Regions from separate parts of the Sus scrofa genome. Here region 2 is linked to region 1. Evidence: chromatin contacts called from public Hi-C data. All regions are on one chromosome and are shown on one strand. Each heading gives the region's core, a stretch centred on a gene start, on an enhancer-like site or on the middle of the called end of the contact. The rest is flanking DNA. Distances are from core to core; before and after follow the strand shown. Region 1 overlaps KIAA1671. Region 2 overlaps KIAA1671.

Evidence for each region. A called contact is a pair of places that touch in the nucleus more often than the background predicts.
Region 2: a contact with region 1 is called in a Hi-C map of liver, with 1.6 times the contacts expected there. The contact joins two enhancer-like sites. A contact is called at or near these places in 1 of 5 promoter capture datasets (liver), 26 of 47 Hi-C or Micro-C datasets (alveolar macrophages, brain, embryonic fibroblasts and 14 more) and 1 of 2 datasets of contacts at active chromatin or transcription factors (skeletal muscle).

What each region holds. Positions count from the first base shown.
Region 1 is chr14:43,103,288-43,108,385 of Sscrofa11.1, forward strand. All of the region lies in intron 8 of KIAA1671, which reads left to right. Among named protein-coding and RNA genes, the nearest start is that of CRYBB3, 85 kb to the right of the region's middle. Within about 2 kb of position 2,789, at least 1 of the 83 cell types and tissues checked has an H3K27ac peak or open chromatin away from gene starts, as enhancers often do. A contact at or near this core is called in liver, where this site is marked.
Region 2 is chr14:43,161,403-43,166,245 of Sscrofa11.1, forward strand. All of the region lies in intron 8 of KIAA1671, which reads left to right. Among named protein-coding and RNA genes, the nearest start is that of CRYBB3, 27 kb to the right of the region's middle. Within about 2 kb of position 1,824, at least 4 of the 83 cell types and tissues checked have an H3K27ac peak or open chromatin away from gene starts, as enhancers often do. A contact at or near this core is called in liver, where this site is marked.

The DNA of each region.
Region 1 (5,098 bases), core at 1,539-4,038:
GTTGGAGAAGCGGGGGCTGTGAGCTATGGCAGCCAGCACCCCTGGCCCCAGGTCGGGGGGGCCCAGCTAGGACCAGGGGTCTGGGTGCAGCATTTTCCATGGTTGGTCAGTCGGCCTGAGAGAGTTCTTGACTCAAGGCAGTGAGACAGTGGGTGTAGACTGGGCAGCATGAAGAAGTCTATGTGCAATAGTGACTTGGGGAAGTTCCCTGGTGGCCTGGTAGTTAAGAATCCAGCATTGTCACTGCTGTGGCATGGGTTCAGTCCCTGGCCTAGGAACTTCTATATGTCATGCGTGCAGAAAAAAAAAAAAAAAAAAGCGACTTGGTAAAAATGAACAGCTCTTAAGAAAATGGAAGTGGATATGCAGGTGGTAATGGTGCCGTTTTTTCCTCTAGCATGTACTGAGTGAGCACGAGGGACCAGGTTCTCAGAGGGCGGGCCCCACAGTCTGCACCTCCCAGGAGGGGTGCTGCCCACATTAATGGGTACACGGGTGATGGTGCTATACCTGGAATGTCCCCACACACTGGAGGGGAGATTAGGTCCATTTTTAGAGGGAGGAACTTTAACATAACTGATGTCCAAATTAAAAATAAATAGTTTATTTTATTTTATTTTTTGCTTTTTTAGGGCCGCACCCATGGCATATGGAGGTTCCCGGGCTAGGGGTCGAATCAGAGCTGTAGCTGCTGGCCCACACCACAGCCACAGCAACGTGGAATCTGAGCCACGTCTGCGATCTACACCACAGCTCACTGCAATACCAGATCCTCAGCACACTGAGTGAACCTTCGTCCTCATGGATTCTATTCAGGTTTGCTTATACTGCGCCACGATGGGAACTCCAGTAGTGTATTTTTTTTTAATTGAAAAAGTAATACACAGACACAGTAAACATTTCCACCAGTGCAAAATAGCACTCTAAAGAAAAATTCATCTCCCCACCACTTCCAACCTGCAGTTGCCTCCTTAGAAACTGGTGACAGTTTCATGCATCTCTTTTCAGAAGTATTCTCTGCATACATAAGACTATCTGTGCATGTATCTGTATTTTCCATATATATATATACACACACACACACACACATTTTTTTTTAGCACCAGTCAGACCTTGTTATACATAGTGTTCTATGCCCTGATTTTTCCTTTACTCAAATAATGAGATTTTTTCCCTGTTAGCACAGCAGGTCTGTCTCATTCTCTTGATGGCTTTATATTTTTCCTTCTATTGCATTTATTGAACCAGGCCCCTCTCGATGGACATGTAGGTCATTTCCAGTTTTGTGCACTATAAACGGCACCGCAGTGAACATCCTGTGCAAACATCTTTGTGCCCTTGTGTGTTGCATCTTCAGGGGAAATGCCTAGCCATCGACTCACCGGGTCATTTGAAGGTTGAATAGGTTTTCCGGGTAGGCTGGGGCTAGCAGGGGTGGGAGAGAGGGTGAAGCGGAGATGTTTCAGGTATGAAGACAGCATGAGTGCATATAGGAGCTGGAAGCTGAGAGCACGCTGGCCTGCCTCAAACACACATGAGGTCTGGGTTCCAGCTTGATGTTCAAGTGCCACATCATCTGCTGGGGTTTCACTCCAGCTCTGAGAATCTTGGGTTGCGGTGGCAGCTAACAAGGGTCTGACACCACACCAGGCACTTTTTCTGTCTTCTCACTGGGTTCACGTAGCACCTCCATCAAGTGGTATTTTTACCACCATTTTATCAAGGCTCAGAGAGGTGCAGTGACTTGCCCAGGGTCACATAGCCAATGCGTGATGGATCTACGTGATCCTGTACATCAGTCCTTTCACTCTACCATATTGCTCCCTTCTCTTCCTTGCTGAGAAGGCTCTTTCATTAGATGTCTAGCCTTTTGGACCATGGGCTTCAAGAGGACAGCAGTCTTCATCTCTCTTTCCCCCCCGCTTTATCCACTGGACTCCAGCACAGGGCCTGGCACAGAATATGCATTCAATGAATGTTTGCTGGATGACCAAGTGAACTAGTGAAGGCTAACATGCTGGGTCCATTCTAGTATTTTGTTTGCTTTTTATTTATGATGATGGTGATCTGGTTCTTCCTCTCAGGAATACTCACGTTTTAGATGAAATGAAACATCTTTCTTTGCAAACCAGTTTATCTCACAGGAATCTGACATTTTGCATTTTTTCCTCTGGGAGCCAAACAAGGAAGTCTCTTCTATAGAATGTCACAGTGAAAGAAATCTGAACATTTCCTTTTAGAAATTTCTGCGTAAAAAGTTAAAGCGAGATGGAACTGTACTTGAAGATTTTGGTTGCCATGGCTACCGGGTAACATAGCGAATCGTGTCCTTACACACGGTCTCCACTAGACCTTCAACTGCCGTATCTGGGTTACAGCATTTTGGCTTCTAAGTGTGTTTTATGCAGGGAGGCTTTGAGGAGAGATTCCCTCTGCTGAGTCTCTGCTGGCCGAAGTGCTTTAAACAGAGAGAGGTTTTTGAGCCTCTCCGGGGCCCCCGTCCATCAGGCTTCAACTCCATCGCCACCCTGTGGGCGCTGGGATTTGCCACCTCCACTTTAGAGATTAGCGCACTGAGCCCCGGAGAGTTTGTATGGTGCACTTGTGTGCTCATTCGCCCTCTAATGTATTTGTTCATTCAGTTGTTCATATGTTTATTCACTCAACAACTATTTATCCAGCCCCTTCTCTGTGTCAGACCCTGGCCCAGGCCCTGAGCATCAGTGAGAGATAAGAAAAGCACAGTCCCTGCCCCCACAGAGTGTGTGCCAGCGGGAGGGACAGATAATCTATGCCAACAGTAAATCCTGATCAATGCGTGGAGGCAGAGAACAGGGTGATGTGGCAGAGGGAGGCTGGGAGGAAGTGTGGCTAGAAGGCCCCCAAGCGGCCATGGCTTTTGAGCAGAGATCCGAAAGAAGGAGCCCACCCCCCCATAGAGATCTGGAGGAAGAGTATTTCAGGCAGTGGGAACAGCATATGCAAAGGCCCTGAGACAGGAACTAACTTGGAAGGGTTGAGGCCTATAGTGGGGTCAGTATGGCTGGCCTGGTATTGAGCAAGGAGGTGGGGAGACACAAGGGGGGCCTTGAGGGCCAGGGCAGAACGTTTGGGGTTTACCGTGGTCACCGTGGAGAGCTGAGGGAGCGTGTTCAGGAGGCTGACATGAGGGAATGGAGTGGGTGGACTAGGGAGGTGGGAGGTGAAGTGGGGAGGCCAGAAGGCCACAGGGGCTGGGATCTGGTGCTGAGGCAGGAAGGGGAGCCCGGGGGAAGTGAGCTGGTTCAGGCTGTAGTTCAGGAGGGGAGGGGGCAGGGAAGAAGAGGTACTGAGGAAGGTTTCCAGATTTCTGGCCATGACAGCAGGGAGGGTGGTGGTGATTTTTGCTGCAGCAGAGAAGATTGTGAGGGAAGGAGATTTGGGGGCCAAGGATCAAGAGTTCCGTCCTTGTGTATGACATCTGAGATGCTATCAGATCTCTGAGCAGAGAGGAAGCGGGATTGAAGGAGGTTTCTGTCTGGCTTTGTTGAGTGATGTTGAGGCTTTCCCCAGGGGGCGCGGGACTGGCCTAGGAGAGTGGGGGCATGGGTGCTGCAGGGGGCAGAGGGCCCATCAGCTGCAGGGGTGAGACCTTGGAGTTGGTGAGAGGAGCGTAAGAGGAGGGGCTTGCCTGGGCTGTGAGTGAGTGAGGCCCCTTCTTCCTCACCAGCCGGAGGGAGGCAGGCAGCCCCCAGGGACAGGAGAGGGTGGGCTCCCTCTCCTCTGAGGGCTTTCATTTCTTTTACAAGGTGAGAGGGTCTTGTAGGTTAGTGGAGAGAATTGATGATATGGAAGCAGGCAGGTACCTGGGTTCAAATCCACCCATTTAACCACCAGCAAGTTGCTGAGCACTAACGATGGAGCCCTTGCTACATGCTCAGCGCTCCCCAGGCCATGTCTCACTCAATCCTCACAAAAGCCCTCCAAAGAAGTCATCCTTACTATCCCCACTTACAGATAGGTGGGGAGACTGAGGATCAGAGAGGTTCAGCATCTTGCCCGAAGTCACACAGCTCATTAGTGGAGGTGCCAGATTTTGATGCTGTACAGCCTAGGAACCAAGTCTGAAACCCAGATTTCACATCTTTTCAGAGGAAAAGAGACCTTACAGTGGTATTGGCAGAGCATCAGTGACATAAAAGATATGGCGGCACCTGCCATGTTCTAATGCTGTGCTCAGCCCCCGGCAGGTGCGTGAGGGCCACCCCACCCCCGATCTGTTTCTGTTCATCTGTCTCCAGTAAGTGCCCCTCTCTGCTGGCATCTCATGGCTGCATGGCATCTTCGATTGCTTTGAGAAGTCCTTCTGCCAAGGGATCTCATTAAGTCCATTTTGAAATGAGAACACTTGGCAAGGGGAAGGGAAGGTAGTTATCATAGTTATTATTAAAATCCAAAATAACTTGTTTGGTAAGAATGGAGCAGCACCAGGATATTGCCTGACACTCCACCCTCCCCCCCGCCCCCAACACGCACACGCTCAGTGTCCCCACATCCTTCCACTTTGGGCAGGGACCCTGGCTGGCAGGAACCTTGTCCACCCCTGCCTCACCCCCAATAGTCCCCCTTCTGGACACCCCAGGACCCTGATGGGAGCTTTTGCATCTGAATATGTAGTTACAACCTCAATCTCCCATTTTTGAGCAAAGCAAACGCTCAACTCAGCCCTTCTTGAGAAAGAATTTCTGCTGTCAAAACAACTGGGACATTTTCTGTTGCTCCAGTGAGACCAGGGGTGGAGCTGGTTGAACAGGAACAGAAACGTCCCCTGTTGAGAAGCAGGGGTGGGCAGATTTGGCCAGCGCTCTGAGCCTTCCAGAGGGGCCTGGTGCTGGCTCATGCAGACCCTTGGGATGGTTTGGTGGCATATACGAGTGGCATAGACCAGAAGGGCTCTCACAGATGGTCAGAGGCATCCTCTCCTTGTTGGCTGGGAGGACAGAGGCCCGGTAGCCCCTGGACCTAGCCAAGACCACGCGGCAGGTTAGTGGTGGGGCTGGGCCAGCCTGGGCCTCCTGCGCCAACCCAGAGGCGGGTGGTGAAAGGTGAAAGTGAGCAG
Region 2 (4,843 bases), core at 574-3,073, 57 kb after region 1:
TGCCCAGGGTGTTTGGGCATCAGCGTGGCGGTGGCAGAGGGGAGGGGGCACCGAACATCTGGGCCGTGCAGTGGGACAGACAGTGCTCTTTAGAGCCTGGAGTCAGGGATACAGGGCAGTTGGGAGACACAGCAGGGGCCTCGGCCTGTCCTTGGCCTGCCGCCCCCTCCTCCTCCCCTGCCTGGGCCTGAGTCCCTACTGATGACTGGGGATGCTCTGTGTGACCCGGCACAGGCCAGGGAGTCAGGACATCTGGATTCTAGGCCTGGCCGGGCCTCTCTCCCACTCCCTGGCCCTCAGTTTTCCCAGCTGTAGAATAGTCACTGGAGGCCCAGCAAAGCTCTCTACGTCACACCAGTGCCTGGAGAATGCAGGAGTTTGGGGGAGCACTTTGGGGCTTGGGTATCAAGCACACCTGGGTTCCAATCCCAGCTCCACCACTTTCTAACTCTGTGACCTTAGGCGTGTCAGGTCCCTTCTCTGGACCTCAGTCTCCTCCCCTAAGAAGTGGGTCCATGGTGACTCCAACCACACAGGATTGTTTGGGAGCTTTAGATGGCACAGTGAATAGCCATAATGATCATCAGAGCTTACAGAGTATTAATTCTCAAAATTCCTGTTACTCTTTAAAAAAGTTTATTAAAGTGTAGCTGATATACAATATTGTGTTAGTTTCAGGTATACAGCACAGGGATTCATATAAAATCTCTATATATATATTTCTTTTCAGATTCTTTTCCCTTAAAGGTTATCACAAAATATTGGGTATCATTCCCTGTGTAGGTCCTAGGTACTGATTGTTTATCTATTTTATATTATATATATATTAATCCCAATCTCCTAATTTATCCCTCCCCACCATCCTTTCCCCTTTGATAACCATAAATTTGTTCTCTGTATCTATGAGTCTCTTTCTGTGTGCATAAGTTCATTTGGATCATTTTTTTAGATTCCACATATAAACGATATATGATATTTATCTTTGTCTTACTTCACTTAGTATGATCATCTCTAGGTTTATCCATGTTGCTGCAAATGGCATTATTTCATTTTTTTACAGCTGAGTAGTGTTCCGTTGTATATATGTACCATATCTTCTTTATCCACTCCTCTGTCGATGGACATTTAAGTTACTTCCATGTCTTGGCTCTTGTAAACAGTGTTGCAAAGAACATTGAGATGCATGGATCTTTTCAAACTCTGGTTCTCTCTGAATATTTGCCCAGGAGTAGGATTGCAGGATCATATAGTAGTTCTATTTTTTGTTTTTAAAGGATCCTCCATACTGTTCCCTATAGTGGCTGCATTAACTTACATTCCCACCAACAGTGTAGGAGGGTTCCCTTTTCTCCACACCCTCTCTAGCAGATTTGTTATTTGTAGGCTTTTTGATGATAACCGTTCTGACCAGTGTGAGGTGGTACCTCATTATAGACTGGAGTTGCATTTCTCTAATAATTAGTTATATTGAGCACCTTTTCATGTGTCTTTTGGCCATCTGTATGTCTTCTTTAGAGAAGTGTCTATTGAGATCTTCTACCCATTTTTTGACTGCGTTGATTTTTTTGATATTGATTTGAGTTGTTTGTATACTTTGGAGAGTGATATCTTGTAGGTTGCATCATTTGCAAATATTTTCTCCCACTCTGTAAGTTGTTACTGTTACTATTATTGCTTAGTCATTTTTCAGGTCCCACCTGGGCACAAGGCAAGGAGGTACCACCAGGCCCCAGGGGCACTGAGTCAGAGCCAGTGTCACCCATGCCAGCCCAGGGCCCCATGACCACAGAGCTCCCTGCACAGCTGAGAGAATCCAGTTGCAGAGGGGGGAGGGGACGCCCTTCTTGAATTGCTCAGAATTGCCCAGTCAGCTATGGGCCACCCAGCGCCATCCTGACTCAGGCTTCTTTTCCTAGGCAGATGTGTCAGACACCCTAAAATATATGCAGGCATAATATTTTTTCTTTTCCCCACCCCCTCCCTAATGACATGGCCTTTTCTGGTAAGGAGCTCCCACCAACTCAGTGCAAAAAATTTGATTTTTGGAAACATATTCTTTCAACAAATATTTATTCAACAAGTACTACAAGCCTTGCATGGTTCTAAGGGATGAGGTTCAGCAGTGCATGAAACAGCCCCCATTTTCAGGCAGCCAACAGTCTAAAGTGTATATAGATCAGGGGTCAGCCAACCACCCAAGGGCCAAGTCCAGCCAGACGCCTGTTTTGTAAATAAAGTTTTATTGGTACACAGACATTGTCTGAGCTGCTTACATGGTAATGACAGCAAAGCGGAAGTTAAGGCAGAGACGCCACAAAGCCCCAAATATTTATTGTCTGGCTCTTTACAGAAAAAGTTTTGCCGAGCTCTGATAGAGACAAACAAGTGAAGATCCCCCTTCTGGTTCATTCTTAATTCATGATGTGTGTGCTCTGGGATAGTATTGGAGGAATGATTTAATTAGTTGTATTTAATTTTATCATCTAAGGATATTGGGATATAAAATCACAAGTGTGGATCACTAAATAAAATCACCATCATTAGTAGAAAGACATCCCGTTTCCTCACCGTAGACATGACACTGGTAATAGTTTTCTGTGGGAACGTCCAGACATTTCCTTTGCTGATTCTCACATGCATTTACCCATTTGTTTTTAGAAAGCTGGCATCACAACACACATGATGTTTTCCTACCTTTTTTTTTTTTTTTTAACGTTTGATAGTATAAGGCAGACGTCTTTCTGTGACAGGAAATATTCTTTCTGAACATCATTTTCCTTGCTTGTTTTTATTCCATCGTGTGGATATTATCATATTGCATCCCACCAATCCCCATCTTCTTAGATATTTAGGACAAGTCCGGTATTGTGAAATGCTATTTCTAATATTTTGCAATACTTGCTCTCCTGTGGGGAGGTGTCCGTGTTTGTAGATGTTGGTGAGCATGTCTAATGATTTTCTTGAGATAAACTTCTGGAACTAAAATTGCTGAGTTGAGGGTATGCACGTTTTAATTTCAGAACTTGCGTTGCTGCTCGTTTAAACACAGCCCTCAGAGGCATCTGTTAGGCTGGTCTCCCCAGCCTATGCATTACAAAGCTGTCCATTATGGGTCCCAGGCTGAGGTAGTCCTATTTGCCTGCAAGACCAGGGCCAGAATTTTCACTCGCCACCAGCTTGGGGCTCGGTGAGCTAGTCTGAGCAAGAGGTTTTTAAATCCGCCAAGTTCGCGAGATGTTTTAAGAGTGTTTTAATGTGCATTTCCTCATCTGAGCCTCATGAATGTCCTGGAAAAGGTGGGAGGAGGGGGCCAGAAGGAGCCCAGAAACCCGGGCTCCAGGCCCTCCCAGCTCTGCCTCTCACTCACCATGGATAGTCCCTGCCTCTGAGCCACAGTTTATTGTCTGAAAAGGGCCAACTGAATGGACTTGTGGGTCCTTGGAGATCTAAAAGTTAAGATGTGATGATTAGACAGGTAACAAGGACCTACTGTATAGCACAGGAAACTTTACTCAATACCATGCAATAACCTACACGGGAAAAGAATTAAAAAAGGTATGGATGTATGTATATGCATATGCATAGCTGATTTACTTTGCTGTGTGTGAAATTAACACAGCTTTGTAAATCAACTATATTCCCAGAAAATCAAAAGAAAAAAAAAGATATGATGACCTCATGTAACAAATGATGGCAGAAATTTGGATGGTGGATGGTTGATATCCGTCAGGGGGTAGGTGTAAAAAAAGACCTGCCTGTGACCCAGCTGGGGACTAATTTGGACACATGTGTTCCTCGTATAACAAACTCTTGTCTTTATCCATCATGCATTTTCAGACCACCTTGTAGGTATCTATTCGCCTGTAGACAGTGAGGGCTTTTATCACAGTCTGTGAGCCAAAACTGATTTGGAAGGACATAAACCCCACCTTAAAGCCAATTTAAAAACCTGACTTTCATCGCTGCCCACATTCTCCACCAAAACAAAACAAACAAACAAACAAACAAAACCCCTGACTTTCGGGAAGTTTTTAGAGGAGTTTTGGGCCCTTTTTGTGGTTATTCTTGAAGCCTAGTAGCCCTGGGAGTGAAGATCAAGCCTTGCTGACTTGAAGTGCCACCAGGGTCTGCCACATGGGGCAGCCCTAAAATGTTTAATTTAAACAAAATTTAAATTGGCTAGCAGCTGTCATTGGACAGCACAGATAGAGAGACTTGAGGTCCTGGTGTGGAGGAGCTGGGAGGCTCCTGAACCAGCCTTGGGAGAAGGGGAGTTCGGGGAAGCCTTCCTGAAGGGAGAGGCAGAAAAGCTGAAATCTGAATGACAGCTAGGAGGTGATGGCTGTGCCAGCAGGTCTGAAGGTGAGGGAGAGCTGATGGAGGAATGAGAGGGGAGGAAAGCTGGTGGAGCAGCCAGTGGGAGGGACCAGGAGGGACTGGATGGCAGGGGGCAGGGGGTGATGGGGAAAGAGCCCCACTAATGAAGGTCCCACAAGCCATCTTTACAGTGTTTGAACTTGACCCTGAGGGACAGGGAGAACTACTGAAGGGCTTTGAGCAGGGACCCTGTGGGCTGAGATTTGGTTTTGGAAAGTGTTACTAGGAAGAGAATAAATGGGAGGTGGGGGTGAGGGCCAGAGGTGAGGGAGGCAGGGAGACCTCCTGAGCTGGACAGATCAGATGAAATGTTCCTGACAGAGACTTTGAAGGACTCCGGGGCTGATCCAACATGGGAGTGAGGGTGACGGAGGAGTGAGGGGTGCTGCCCTCCAGGGTCCTGGGTCTAGGATCAGACAGTGGAGGGAGAAGACCTCCATCCCTGCCTGTGGGGGTCCCAGATCCC